Linked DNA regions of Mus musculus: region 2 is linked to region 1. The links are chromatin contacts, called in public HiChIP or PLAC-seq maps. All regions are on one chromosome and are shown on one strand. Each heading gives the region's core, a stretch centred on a gene start, on an enhancer-like site or on the middle of the called end of the contact. The rest is flanking DNA. Distances are from core to core; before and after follow the strand shown.

Evidence for each region. HiChIP or PLAC-seq counts read pairs in DNA pulled down with a chosen protein or histone mark.
Region 2: a contact with region 1 is called in an H3K27ac HiChIP or PLAC-seq map of microglia, with 4 times the contacts expected there. The contact joins two enhancer-like sites. A contact is called at or near these places in 2 of 115 datasets of contacts at active chromatin or transcription factors (microglia and pancreatic cancer cells).

Annotation. Positions count from the first base shown.
Region 1 is chr17:26,535,048-26,542,175 of GRCm38.p6, reverse strand. It overlaps Gm34606 (a long non-coding RNA gene), which reads right to left. Exons shown (of 3, transcript XR_385489.3): 2 at 6,913-6,989; 3 at 5,695-6,819. 1700049J03Rik (a long non-coding RNA gene) reads left to right here. Exons shown (of 4, transcript XR_001782188.2): 4 at 242-789. Among named protein-coding and RNA genes, the nearest start is that of Gm34606, 3.7 kb to the right of the region's middle. Within about 2 kb of position 3,880, at least 124 of the 459 cell types and tissues checked have an H3K27ac peak or open chromatin away from gene starts, as enhancers often do. A contact at or near this core is called in microglia, where this site is marked.
Region 2 is chr17:27,070,782-27,077,909 of GRCm38.p6, reverse strand. Itpr3 (inositol 1,4,5-triphosphate receptor 3) reads right to left here. Exons shown (of 58, transcript NM_080553.3): 2 at 4,742-4,812. Among named protein-coding and RNA genes, the nearest start is that of Mir7677, 17 kb to the left of the region's middle. Within about 2 kb of position 3,464, at least 76 of the 459 cell types and tissues checked have an H3K27ac peak or open chromatin away from gene starts, as enhancers often do. A contact at or near this core is called in microglia, where this site is marked.

The sequences.
Region 1 (7,128 bases), core at 2,631-5,130:
ACACAAGCAGGGTGCTCCAGTCTCTGTGTTATCTCATTAGCACAATGCCACCAAACTTCATAGAGGTCACACACCTGTGGAGAATCCTTTCCTTTCAAAGCCTGAGTAACACCCCATCGTGTGTATTTTATTAATTTTAGTATGAAATGTCTCCAACTGCTCATTGCTAACTTAGAGATAAGTAATGGACACATTCAAATATTTCTATTTTTTTTAAAAGTTAATTTGTGTCTTTTTCCAGAATCATATCATTTCCCCCTTTCTCTTTTCTTCCTCCAACCCTTCCTGTGCACGCACCCTTGCTCTCTCCCAAGTTCATGGCCTTCATTCTTTAAGCATTGATATGTATGTATGTATGTATGTATGTATGTATGTATGTATGTATGTCATGCCCAGTCCATATAAGTTCCTTGTATGTATAAGATATAAGATTTAGGGATTGGGTCGTGTTGGGTACACTCTGGGGGTTCCCCCCCTGTTTCTCCCGCTCTTGGCACGCCTTAGGTGTCTGTGGTTCTTATCCTAGGGCTGAGGACTCAGGTGCTCCCTGCTTCCGTGTCAATGGCTGCTGTCCCCATTCAGGTCATGCAGAGGCAGTCATGTCGATGAGCCTTTATGGACATAGCCTCTCTGACGTTTCTAGGAGGGGAAATCTCATAGCAGACTTCCCAGTTTGTCTATGACAAACTGTCCTGCCCTCTTCTGTTACAGTTGATATTTTTGTACTAACCTTACAGTTTAAAGTTGCTATATTCATTAGGAGGTTTGTTTTAGAACTAGGGATTTTATAGGCAGGAAAAAAAATGAGTAAAGCGTGTGTGTGTGTGTGTGTGTGTGTGTGTGTGTGTGTGTGTGTGTACGTGTATGTATATATGTCTATCTTCTTTTATCTATTTATTTATCTTTCTTTCTATCTCTCTCTCTATCTATCCCACTGTATTGAGAGCTGCTCTTACAATAATACGGAAGGATGTGCTGACAAACACATCAGCTGGGAATGGAAGCCCAGCTCACCAAGTGCACCTCCTGGCAATGCAGCCCTCTATGGATTCTGCTGTCTCACCTCCCAGCTGGAAACTTCAGTTCACTACTGATGTGCAGAGTTAGGAGGAAGCCCTGGGAAACGCCAACACTGAAAGCATGAATCCTACCGATTTCACACCATTGTAAACATGAAAACCAGCTCAGTGCCGTGATCAGAGTCTGGGACCGCCTGTGCCTACCCCCTCTGCGTATCCATCCACTCTGCATAAACCCTTATGTGGGCTGGTGAGATGGCTCAGTGGGTAAGAGCACCCGACTGCTCTTCCAAAGGTCCAGAGTTCAAATCCCAGCAAACACATGGTGGCTCACAACCATCTGTAATGAGATCTGACTCCCTCTTCTGGAGTGTCTGAAGATAGCTACAGTGTATTTACATATGATAAATAAATAAATATTTAAAAAAAATAAACCCTTATGTGCTTCACCTCCTGCTGACAAGATGTCCATTCAAATCTCCAATGCCGATTTGGTGGATACCGAGGTGGGACTGCTCTGTAATGGTTTGACTTCTGACTGGTTGAAGAATCACTGCACTGCTTTCCAGGGAAGCTGAGCTGTTTTATGTTCTTGGCAGTGATGCCCAAGAAATCCAATTTTCCCATACAGTTATTAACACTTGTTATTTTCTGTGTGGTTGTTTTTTTCCTCCTCTTTAATAGATATAGATGAGGTGAGGCTAGGATATTAACCATTCTTGTTCCCTAGTGTACTGACACCCTAGCATACACCTGTGCACCTGTGAAAATGTCCCAGAAACTGTAATTAGCAGTGAAATTACTGGGAGGTGAGCTATGTATGACATCTTCACAGTGACAGTGCCAGCTACATTGCCACCAGGATCAAGCAGATGGCTCTGGCACTTGCCACTGCCGAATTCTTTTTGTCTACTACTGTGTGGTTCTGGGGGTTGACCTCCGCTCAACTTTAGCTGTCTGTTAGTTAATCCCTATGCCGATTCCATATTGATTTGTGTGGTCGGTTGAATGCATTTTTATATTTGACGGGTCAGTTCTCTGCTCAGCTAAGGGAGTCTCCATGGAGGCAAGGGCTTCTCCATTGAGCCACATTCCCAGCCCAGACTCTCAATTTTCACTGGCTTACCAGGGATGACATTGCATTTCCTTGTGGCTTCGATTTGTATTTCTATGAGTAATGAGACTGACTATTTTGTCACATGTCCCTTGGTCACATTTGTTTCCTCTTATGGAAGATATATTTAGGTTTCTTTACCTGTTTCTAATGGATTACCTGTTTTAGTTTTAAGGTGTTTTAACCTATCCTGAATCTTAATTAGTTATTGATTATCCATTGCAAATGTCTTATACATTTTTTCTTTTTCATTTAATCCCTTGTGATGCTTTTTTTTTTTTTTTTGGACAGACAGCAATTATTTCAAAGTGAGCAAATGTAGTTGTTCTTTCTGTATTTTAAGACCCCTGTCTCTACCTGAGATGATACATATAGTCTATATTTTCTTGTAAGAATTTCAAGGTTTTTCTTTACACACAAGACTTGGAGCCACCTGGAATTGTGTGTGTGTGTGTAGGGGTATTTGTACATGCATTTGTGTGTATGAGTTTGTGTGCACATGTTTGTATGTGCGTGTGTATGAATGTATGTGTGCATATGTGTGTATATGTCTACATTTGTGCATGTATGTGTGTGTATATGTGAGTGTACATGTGTGAGTGTGTGTAACTGGGTAACTTTTGATACAGAATCATGACATATAGCCTTTAACAGAAATCAGATTTTCTAATGTATGTGGCCCACTAGGGGCTTTCTCTTCTAAATATCATTTATTAATTCCTATGCCAATTTCATGTTATCTTAATTATGGCCACTATAATAAAATTTGGTACTTGATGGGTCAGCTCTCTGTCCAGAATTCTGATTTACAGGCATTTAGCCTTTCTTGACTCTTTGCTGTCTGTCTAAATTGAACATTCAACTTACTGAATTATATGAAAAGCTCTATTGAACTTTGATTGGAACAGACAATACTTTGTATACATTGTCCTTTTTTTGACAATGAACATGCATTCACCTCTATATGTTATACCCAGATCTTCTTTAATATCACCTAATTTTATAATTATAATTTTATAATTTTCCTGAAAAGATGGTCACAACTTATGTTGGGGTATTTTATATCAGTGATTGAGTTTGTAAATAGTATTTTTTAAAAAGATTTATTTATTTAGAAATTGTGTGTGTGTGTGTAGAGAGAGAGAGAGAGAGAGAGAGAGAGAGAGAGAGGAAGGAGGTGCCTGTGGGAAGTGGGGGAAGGAGTGGGATTCCCTGGGGCTGGAGTCACAGGTGGTGCGAGCTGCTCAGGCTGAGTGCTGGGAACCAAACCTGGGTCCTCTGTAAGAGCAGCAGGAGCTCTTAATTGCTGAGCCTTCTTTCCAGCCCCGAGGAAATACTACCATATACCTTGTATAGGCTTGTTAAAATATATACTATAGTTTCACTGTGTCTAACATGTTTGCTTCTAACAGGACACTGTTTATTAAGAGTTCCTACTACACACAGGAAAGAATGCTCCAGGGATCACTGGATAATCTCACCACCTTGCTCCTTTCACCAAAGTATAAAACCTGGTTTAACTTAACATTCAAATGCCCCCCCCCCGGGGGTGGGGGACGCAGACCCACTGATTCCAGTTCGTTTGCTTAGCTTCTGTGGGAGTGAGCCAGAGGGTCTGAAATAGGACAGGAAAAGGCCAAAAGCCAAAGAAGCAGCCTGGGGGAGAGAAAGTGTGGCTCCCTGGCTCTTCTCACCTAAAGCTGAACTTGGATTAGGAGTCAGTGATGTGGATGGGAGGGGCAGGGTGGGGCAAGTGGTGACGTCAGCAGAGAGGATGACGGGATGACGTAGCCTTTTAGCCTGGATTGAGGAAGTGAGTACAACCAGGAAGTAAGTGTTGGAAACTGTGTATCTTAAAGACTTTGTACTGGCGTAAGTATAAGGGATTTACTAATTTGCTTAGGAAATAATAAATTACCCAAACCAGAATTTAGCTAAAGGAGCACTGCTTCCAATATGACTGGAAGATAGCCCTGTACTAATCAGGGTTGTTAGAATCTGTCAGAAAGAAAATTGTGTAGCAGAATTGAAGTTTAGGATTGCTGAGAGTTTATGCTAATGTTTTATTCACCAAGATTGACCTCCAGCTGGGCTCAATTCCCATAACAAAAGGAGACAACCCGGACATACAGTCATTAGCCCTATCCTTATATCAGAGTATATGTCTCTAAGGGGCAGCACAAGGGTCCCAATGATCAGTAAGTCCTGGTCTGTCATTAAGTTCCCTGTCCACTTATAAGGAAAGTCCTAATTCTGCATGTGAGCAAGAGGAACCCTGGTAACAACTATTCAAAGGGAGCAAGCAACAGTGATGGACTTAAATAACTCTGGCAGTATCTTTGTTGTGTGAATCCCCCATCTGCCCAAGCAGTTAGAGGTAGAGTCTCCTATCTTTGTTTAAATGGTTCAGAGTGTGACCTGAGACCAGGACCTGGAACAACCATAAGGATGACAGCATATGTGGAGTGTATAAGCCCTTGCTAACAAGAAAACGTTTGCTGAGGTCCTAGTCCACCCATGATGGCGACACAGCACATCATGGCAGAGGTGCACAATGGGAGCACAGCTGTCCACCTCACAGCAGTGGGAAACAAAGGAGTAAAGAAAATGGCCAAGACCTCAGCATCTCCATCAAGAGCACACCCTCCCTCCCTTCTTCTCACAGACAGCCAGACGACCTCTCAGAGTGCCCTACCTCTGAAAGGTTCTGCCCATTCGAATAATGCCACTCTTGGGGGGGGGCGGGGGTGAGTGGAAGTTCTGTCCCAGATCCTAGCAATTCTGTAAAATTTTTCTTGTCGCTCTTCTCTGAGCATGAGGAAGGCCTGGGGGTGGGGGGTGGTAGCCCAGCCCACTGATTTGGGATCAAGTGTTCAGACTCTTAGCTGTGGTCATGGGATGGAGGGTGAAGACCTGTATGGGAAAGAAGGAAGATTAAGAAAACACCAAGGATGTTAATAGAGTTTCCAGAAGACTTTAAAAGCCCAGTGTGTCACACCTGCCTTAGGTTCTACAGGAACTTCACAGTAAAGTCTACCTCACTGTCTTGCAATATGGTGTGCTAGATCACTATGGTCTTTGTCTTCACATGTTCGTGGTCTTCACCATGAAGAAACTTACAAATAATCAACTTATAAGTAATTAATGACCAGTCTTTGGATGCAAGATGATGGTTGGGTGCTTGATAGTGTTTGCCAATTTCTGTGGTATAAAATGGTAGATTTTAATGTACCAGCATGACACTAAGACAGGTAAATCTATTTCTCAGAGCAGGTGTCACCTGGCTCCAACTCTCCCCACCAGGATGCAGATGGCATTGAGGGAAGGAGCTTGGCCTTCCTACTCTACATAGTGTCACCAATGTCTAGCAGTCCCCAGGACCAACATGTGGTTGGCAATTATCTATTAAACAAAATGAATTATTTAACCCAGCATGGGGGTTTTTGTGAATTGGCTGTCTCACTGCACTGGTAATTCTGATGACCTCTTTGCTTGCGTCCCTCTGTGCAGCTCTCCCAACAGCCGTTTGTTCTGTCACATCTCAGGCCAAACAGTCCCAACCCTGGGTGGTTTCTGCTACCAGACAGACTCGGCCAGAAGCGTGGACACCTGTGTTCTTGTCACCTCTGTGTGGTTGTGTTCGATCTGGGCTCCCAGCACCTGCCCTCAGATGGCTGCTTCTTCCTCTGCCCGTGGGGGCTTCTGATACATAACAGAGCTCACACATATCATGTCCTGCAGGATGAATGGGAGGAGAAGCTTCTGGGATGGAAGGGATAGATACCCACCTATGCTACCATGGGTCCAAGGGATCCTCTTGCCTAGAAAGAGTCAAATTCTCTCTGTGTGAGAGGACGGAGAAACTGGTGAGCAAAGGCATGCCTGCCTCCAAGTAAGGATGATTAAGGAATGCTGAGAAAGGTTCTGCTGGAGGTCCTGGCACAAGAAAGACCTCTCAAACTGGGGAGGGTGTTTAGGGGGGTGGGGACTGGCCTTATCGGAAGATGACAACCCCTCATTCCTTACTTGTTAGGTCATCCAGCTCTGGGAGCAGGGTGAGGTGTCACCACATGAACCCCACCTTGACTCATTGCCTTTCAGAGGTCATAACCTGTTGAAGGAGGAGAAGGACATCTGGCAGGACATTATGTCTGTGAAACAGGGTGACAGCAGAGAGCTGCATCCCAGACAGTGCTGGAAGGGCTATGTGAGATCCTGTTGGCCCAGAGCTCAGTATGGAGGCAGGCAGTGTACAGTAATCACTCTGTGAAAGCAGGAAGAACTTGTGAGTGTGGATTATCTGTCTGACGCAGGGATCTGTCCTCTGTCCCTTCCCTATACCTCCAGAACTGAGAAACACTGCCTGACATACAGGCACCCAATGTTCGTTGGAGGAACCAGGGAACAGATGACATAACTACTTTCTGGTATCAGCTCAGGGAAGACAGCTCTGACTCTAAGCCCAGCTTCTACTTCGCAGTGCCGCAATCCACTTCTTCCTCCTGCTGCCCCTCTCAGTTCTGACAGGCAATGAACTCACAGGGCCTGTGACTCAGGGCAGCCTCTACTTCTCTAAACACTTGGTGAAATCCCCAAGGCATCTTAGGGTGAACTGACATCTTGGGGTACAGCTGGGTCCACTTTCCCACTAGATGAGCACTGATCAGCAGGCTGGAGCTGGACGTTCTGTGTTGGGAAAGGGAACAGAATGTTCAGCGCTAGAAGAGACCCACTCAGGCCCCCACAAAACAGGAAGTGAGCTCAAAGCCAGGGCCATACCACAACTTCTGTTCGAAGCTCAAATCTCCTCTTCCTCTGACCTTGAACTTGCCTTCATCCTGGAATGCTGCTCATAGCTGGGAAAAGAGGAGAAGATTCATGGATAATTGAGGGATTAGCTATCAAAGATGAACTAGAGGGCTAGACTGAGCTATGACTTGATGCCTGGGCAGAAAGATTGTATTTCAGTCCCCCACAGAGGCAGTTGTCACTCCC
Region 2 (7,128 bases), core at 2,215-4,714, 540 kb before region 1:
TTAAGTAAATAAGCCAATAACAGTAGTAATAAAGTAAATATTTAAGAGGAGAGGATGAACTTGTAGGAGTTGAACCCAGGGTCTCACAAATGTCAGGCAAGCAGCTATGCAGCCGTGGAATTCTGGGAGCTGGCCCGGTGTGTCAGGGCTTCGACACAATCGTGAGGACCTGGGTTCAATCCTCGGTACCCACAGTCAGGGGCAGCAGCAGGCGCCTGTAACCCCAGCTGTGAGGAGGAGACAGCGTGAGCCTCGGGATGTGCCAGCCATCCAGACTAGCTAAGTCGATTACCTCCAGACTCAGTGAGACCCTGCCTCAGAAACCAAGGTGGAGAGCAGTTAAGGATGACACCCAGTATTGACCTGTGGGCTCCCCGAGTGCATGCACATACAGACACTTTAAAACGCTCAGCCTCACTAGACATCTGGAATACAGACCAAAGCACTGTGCTCGCAGCCACTGCACGAACACCAATGGCCTCCTAGCAAGGAGTGATGGAGATGGGCTATGCACAGAGGCCTCCGTGGCCAACGGAAAGCCAGCTGTCCACAAACCGCCCATAGTGGACACAACACAATATCACACTCTGCAAGAGTGTGCCCTCTACTGGTGAGGTGAAGAAACTACACAGGTACTGAGACAGCCCAGGCAAGCAGACATGTTGGTCACAACACACCTGTGATCTCAACACAAGGGAGGAAGAGGCTGGAAGCCTGCAAGGTCCGGGTCAGTGGGAGAGACCATGTCTCAAAACAAGAGTCCACAGAACTGATTCAAAACTCCTCATCCGTGCACGAGTCCGTGGGTGTAAAGGTGGTGTCGTCCACGAATGGGAACTGAGCTCAGCGCCCATCAAGAGGTAAGCCAGTGAATAGACTTGCAACGGACACTCTACAGTAATTAGGGTCCAGCCACAGGCAGCAGGGGTAATTCTCACAGGACAGCATGACAGGACAATGATTCTACACACAGGCTATCTCTGTAACACAGGTCAAAACCGCCCTCATGTTCCTGGCTCTGTCCCTAGGTCAGAATGGCAACAAGCAGTTTAAACCAGGACCCTGAATGACAGAACCAACTTCTCCTGTGTGTGTATGCACGCGCATGTGTGTCTGTATATGTCTATGTTTGTGTCTCTGTGTGTGTGCTTGTCTGCTTGTCTGCATGTGTGCATACTGGTGTGTGTATCTGCATGTATGTCTGTTTGTGTGTCTGTGTGTATATCTGTGTCTCTGTGTCTGAATGTGTGTCTGTACGCCTGTGTGTATCTGTGTGTGTCTGTGTATGTGTCTGTGTGTCTTGTGTTTGCCTGTGTGTTTATCTGTGTGTATCTGTGTGTGTGTGTGTGTGTGTGTGTATCTGTATGTTTGTGTGTTGTCTGTCTGTCTGTGTTTTCACCTGCACATGTGGCAGCCAGAAGCTAATTTCCGGTGTCTTCCTTGATCCCTCTCCTTTTTGGTTTTTGGTTGGGTTTGGTTTTTCAGACTCGGTCTCACTGTGCAGCTCTGGCTGGTCTAGAACTTGCTATGTAGACCAGGAAATCCGGAGCTCCGCCTACCTCTGCCTTCAGTGCTGGGATTAAAAGCGTGTAGAGCCCATGGTCCACTGATCTTAACTACCTGACCACCAGGATTACAGACATGAGTCACCTCACCTGGCTCCAAAGTATGTTTTTGTTTGTTTTTGTGACACAGCTCCCTGCAAACTAGGCAAGAGCTCTACCACAGAGCTCCTCCACCAGAGCTTGGGGAGCACTCTGGAAGAGCAGGGGTAAATGCTGGAGGAAGAGCACCCCTCTATGGAAGCAGAGGAAGGCAACCTCATGCTCCTCCTCTCACTGGTCTGAGCCATAAGATGACCTCAACCCACTGAGTCCAGGTGTCTGTGCCTGAAGGAGTGCGCTCTGAGCTTCCTGAACGTCCCCTAATGCAAGGCTGCCGAGCCCTCCCCCACCGGTGCCCCCTCCCTCACGGGAGGAAAAGGGGAATGGGCTAAGGAAGGGAGGTACCACGTGGATCAACACCCGTAGCACAGAGTGGGCACCAGGGGGCTGAGCTGGTAGACGGCACCTCTAGCACCAGCAGCCTGGGCATCCCTTGCCAAGACTGGAAAGAATTCCCTGGACAAGCTGAGGCTTGGGGTGATGCAAGCGGTGGCTGGAGCTGAAAGAACACACGAGGAGCCAAAGCAGACGGGGCTTTACCGGTCCCACTGAAGAACCTAGAAGTCAGCAGGGACCTGGGTGGGAGCTCAAAGGGCACAGTGAACAATGAGCTGTGGGCAACAAGAGTCCTCTGCGGTGACAGGTCTCACCCCAAGACGGGAGGGCAGAACACCCGGGGCTCCCTGAACAGTCTGATAACCACCTGACAACTTCTAAATGTCTGCCTCGACACCCCCCCACACACACACACACATCCCACAGCGGTGCTAAAACCACAAATGGCAGGCCTCAGGCAAGTGAGGTGTTTCAGTCTCAGGTTGGAGCCCTGAGTCTGGTCCTGAGTTCTAATGCCGAGACTTGCACCTGCCCTCTGGGAGCTGCGGAGAACAGACCCTGTCCAAGACCAGAATCCTTCGGGCTCAGCAGGACCAAGTGGAGCCTGGGTCCCTGCCATGCTCGGCTGTACAGGCCAAGCCAGGGACGCCAGGAGGATCTCAGGAGTCCCTGTTCCCAAGCCCTGGGAAGTGACAGAGATGGAGGTGTGGGAAAGAAACCAGGCAAGGGGGTGTTTGTTCTTCTAAGTGGCCTTCTTGTTGTCAAAAGCTGGCCCCAGATTGTCTGCTGGAAGCCAAGGGCGTATCTTCCCCTACCGCACCCACTTCTCTGTCACCTTCCTGTCACTCCATAGGCCGATGACGGTACACACCTCTGTGCACAGTCCTTCCCTGTGCTGGCAGCAGCCAGGGGCCCCAGGGGACCTTCATTTTTTTCTGCTCTCTCCCACATTCCTCTCTCTTTTCTTCTTCCTCCCTCCCTCCCTTCCTTTCCCCACTTGCCCAAAGAGCTAGGAGACTGAAATTGCCAATAAAACCAGAAACACAAAAAGCCAGACTAAAATCCTGTCCCTGCAGAGCCAATGTTCTAGTAAGGGACACAAATGACAAACCAGAACACCAGAGGCTGGGTAGCTCAGCGGGCGACAGAGCTTAACTTACAAGCCTGGCTGGAGTTCAATCCCCAGACCAGAAGAGAAAGATTCCCTGAAAGTCATCCCCAGACCTCCACACGTGCCCTGTGACCTGCAGTGACGCCCATACACGGTAAAAAAATGTCAGCACCGGGATGCATCAGAAGTTCAGAACCATCTCGGCTTCGCAGTTAAATCTGAACTCACCCAGCTAAAAGCCTGAGAGAAATGGGCTTTGAGAGAGAAGGAGAAGTGAGTTACACAGAACACAGAGCATGCTGGGCTCAACTGATGCAGAAAACTAAACAGAAGAGGAACAGAAGTCAGAGAAAGCCACACCAGAGCCAGGGACCTTGAGCCAGGAGGAAGCTGAGCATAGTGAGAGGTGGGGGCAAGCAGGGCAGAGGGGACAGACAGCAAGTGAGGGGGTGAGGGCTGGCTCGTCACTAAGTGGAGGAGGCTGGTGTAGCCGGAGGGAGAGTGGACAATGTAGAACCAGGTATGACTGTAGTCGGGGCAGAGGAAGGCTGGTGGGGGTAGGGGGGAGGGCTCAAGGCTCACTCCCACACAGCTGCTGAGGCACACTTCAACCCAGGACATCGACTTAGACAAAGCCCTGACACAGCAGTGCAGTGATAGACACATGCGTGGGGGAAGAACTGCCTCGGGGCCCTCTGCAGGCCAGGGTCTCCAGGAGCAAGCAGCCAAAGGATGGAGTCCACCCCTGGCCAGAAGAGCAACTGCTCTGCAGACCCGGTGGCGTCACACTGGCGTGTTCCTGCCTGCTCGCACCACGCCCAGGCACCAGCTGTCTGGCGCATGGCAGCCTCAGCCCTTTAGGTAATCCACTGCTTGGCCCAAGAACAACCAGGTGATCCCTGTGTCCAACCCTGCCACTGCCAGGGCTGTGTTGCCTTCTACCATGGAGGATAGGAGGCCCCTTGAGGGACAACACTTGACCAGGCCACAGAATGAAGCCATGCTTGGGCCCTGGGGTTTTACCCAGGAGGAGACACACACACACACACACACACACACACACACACACACACACACACACCGCCAGAGGCAGGTGGATATTCAGAGTTGGCGAACACCTTTAATCCCAGCACTCGGGAGGCAGAGGCAGGCGGATTTCTGAGTTCGAGGCCAGCCTGGTCTACAAAGTGAGCTCCAGGACAGCCAGGGCTAAAAGTCCAGTCCCTTCACCTCACACATGGGGAAACTGAGGCACAGGAAAGAGTTCTCCTTTGAGCCTCTGAGGCCTAAGCAATTGTCTTTCCCAGCTTCTTTATTCCCTTTGAGAGAGAGAGAGAGAGAGAGAGAGAGACAGACAGACAGACAGACAGACAGACAAAGAAAACCCTGTAGACTTGTAAGGGTGAGTGGCAGGGAATTCGGGAAAGATTGGGCCCCTGGCCAGAAGTGGGTGTGCCAGGAAAGGGGGTGTGGTCTTGGATGGAAAAGCAGAAATGTACCACACTGAGTCAATGCAGTTGGGGTCGACACGGATCACAGAGGATGGTCTCAGGCAGACTGGTGTCAACAGACCTGGTACTAGGACCCTGTGGCCCGGGAGGGATGCTCACAGCTGGAGTGGAGGTCTTACCTCGGAACTTCTTGGGGGGGTTGTCCAGGTCCCCAGCTGCAGGTTCCACCACACAACGGTCATCCACCAGCCTAGGAGATAGAGCAGCCGGGTTAGAGGGAGGGAAGAAACTCATGTCCCTTGGAGCAGGGAACAGCAAATGGGATGAAAAACGACAGACAGACAGACAGACAGACAGACAGACAGACAGACAGGACAATAAAGTTCATACTTCCCAGTCTCAGCTAGGACCCAAGCTAGGGTCTGAAATTCCTTCTTCTAGCCATGGCTGGGAACTGAATCCTGCATCCCTGGAGGGTATCCATCCATGTCCCCTTCCCCACCTTCTGCCCATACACCCACCCAGGCAGGCATCGATCAATCAATCCGTCACCTATACTTGCACCTACCCATCCGTGCATCCATCCCTGCAACCACACATCCATTCATCCATGCACCCACCCACCCATCTCCCCATTTACCCATCCACCCACATGCCTCGGTCCATCTACCCATCCCTGCACCCACCCGTTTCAGGCCCTCTACCCCAGTCTCCAGGAGAGATGATCGCGAACCACTGTCAAGACCAGCTCTAAGCTCATCCCTGTGTAGCAACTGCTCCTGATTTCCTGCCAACTTCCCAGCAAAGCACTGGCCGTTGGCGGCATTTTACCAAGGAGAAGACTGCACATGCTTTGCCTGAAGTCACAAAGCAAGTATCAAAGCCCACGCCACTTCTGCACTCTTTGTGTTGGCTAACCAGGCCTTGAGGTGTGACCTCCACAAACTCTCTCCATGGCGTAGGATCCTTGCAAAGCCTCCAGTTGATCCCAGCATCCCTGGGTACTTTCATCTCTCCAGATGTGGTCACTGTACCCGTTGATGCCTTCAAACCACCATGTGGCCACAAGCTATAAACACACACACACACACACACACACACACACACACACACACACACAGCATCACCAAGCATCCAGGCAAGCACCTTTACCAGCTAAGCCTGCTGAGTTCTATGAGCCGTCTGTAGCAGGTCTCCCATGTGAATCATGTTATAGGGTCCCTGAATTCATGAATTGCGAATCATGTTATAGGGTCCCTGAATTCTGATTGACATTTGTCAATCAGAAATACCAGAGAGAGGCTGGTGACTGGCACCGCGAGTGGGAGGCTGGGCCCTTAGCCTGTGTCATTGTTGTCTGGCACTAACTCCATGCAGATGATATTGGAGTTCGGTTGGAACCGCCCCCTGGTGGCCAGCCTGAGGAGCTGGAAGGCTGCCTGATGTTTGCATATACTATTTAATTTTCTAAAACCACTTTGCTACTGTTTCCATTTTGCTAGCAGGGAGCCAGAGCCGGGAAAGGTTAACATCACAAGGCTGGACTTGGAAGGCAGGCTGCCCAGTGCTAGCAGGTGCTTCAAAGACCTCCACAGTGACAGATGGAGAAGGGGCCAGAGCATCCTCCACCTCCAAGCCTCCAGAGCTCTCTCCCTCCCCATCTGTGCACCTGTCACAAGTCGTGCTGGCCACACGAACAGCCCCAGAGGGCTTCTCATGTTCCCTGGTAACACCTACCTACACTCCTGACCAAAGGATGCTCTCTTTGGAAATCAAATGCTTTGGGAGCAATATCAGCCCAGCTGGGCTCCTGTTCTTCCACAACGGTCTTCATACAGTCCCCACCCCAGTCCATGACAACCCTGCTCTTACAAACACTTCGGCTAAAACTTCAAATTAATCCTCAGCCCCTCTCTTCCACCAGCTTCGGCTCTACGGTAGGGTCAAGGCTAGCCCGTGTTATATGAAGAGTCCCTGTCTCGGTGGGTGGAGAGGACTGGGGAGGTATCTCGGTTGGCTGAGTATTTACCCGGCATGCCTGGGTTCAACCCAGCACTGAATCAAACTGGGCACGGTGATGTATATCTGCAATCCTGGCAGGCAGATACATGTACGAGGGTCAGAATCAGGTCATCCTCTGCTACACAGTGAATTCTGGGTCAGCCTGGGCTACGTGAGACCCTGCCTCAGACAACAAGGAATGCTGAACCTAGCCTTCGCTCATCACTTCTGGCGCCAGGCCAGACAGGCCCTTCCTCTCTCAGCTGAACACCACTAACTGTCTCCTCTGCCTCCTCCCCAGCTAGCCTGCTCCCTACAGGAACCAAGGGAAACCAAGGTCTGGAGTGCCCCTGCTTAGCATACAGAGGTCCTGGGCCCCCTCGGCAGCATCGGAAACTGGTACAAAAAAATTAAAGCAGAAGTTTAGGCATGGTGACTCGTGCTTTAAATCCCAGCTCTCGGGAGGCAGAGGCAGGCGGATCTCTGAGTTCAAGGCCAGCCTGGTCTACAGAGTGAGTTCCAGGACAGCCAGGGCTACACAGAGGAATCCCGTCTACTCAGAATC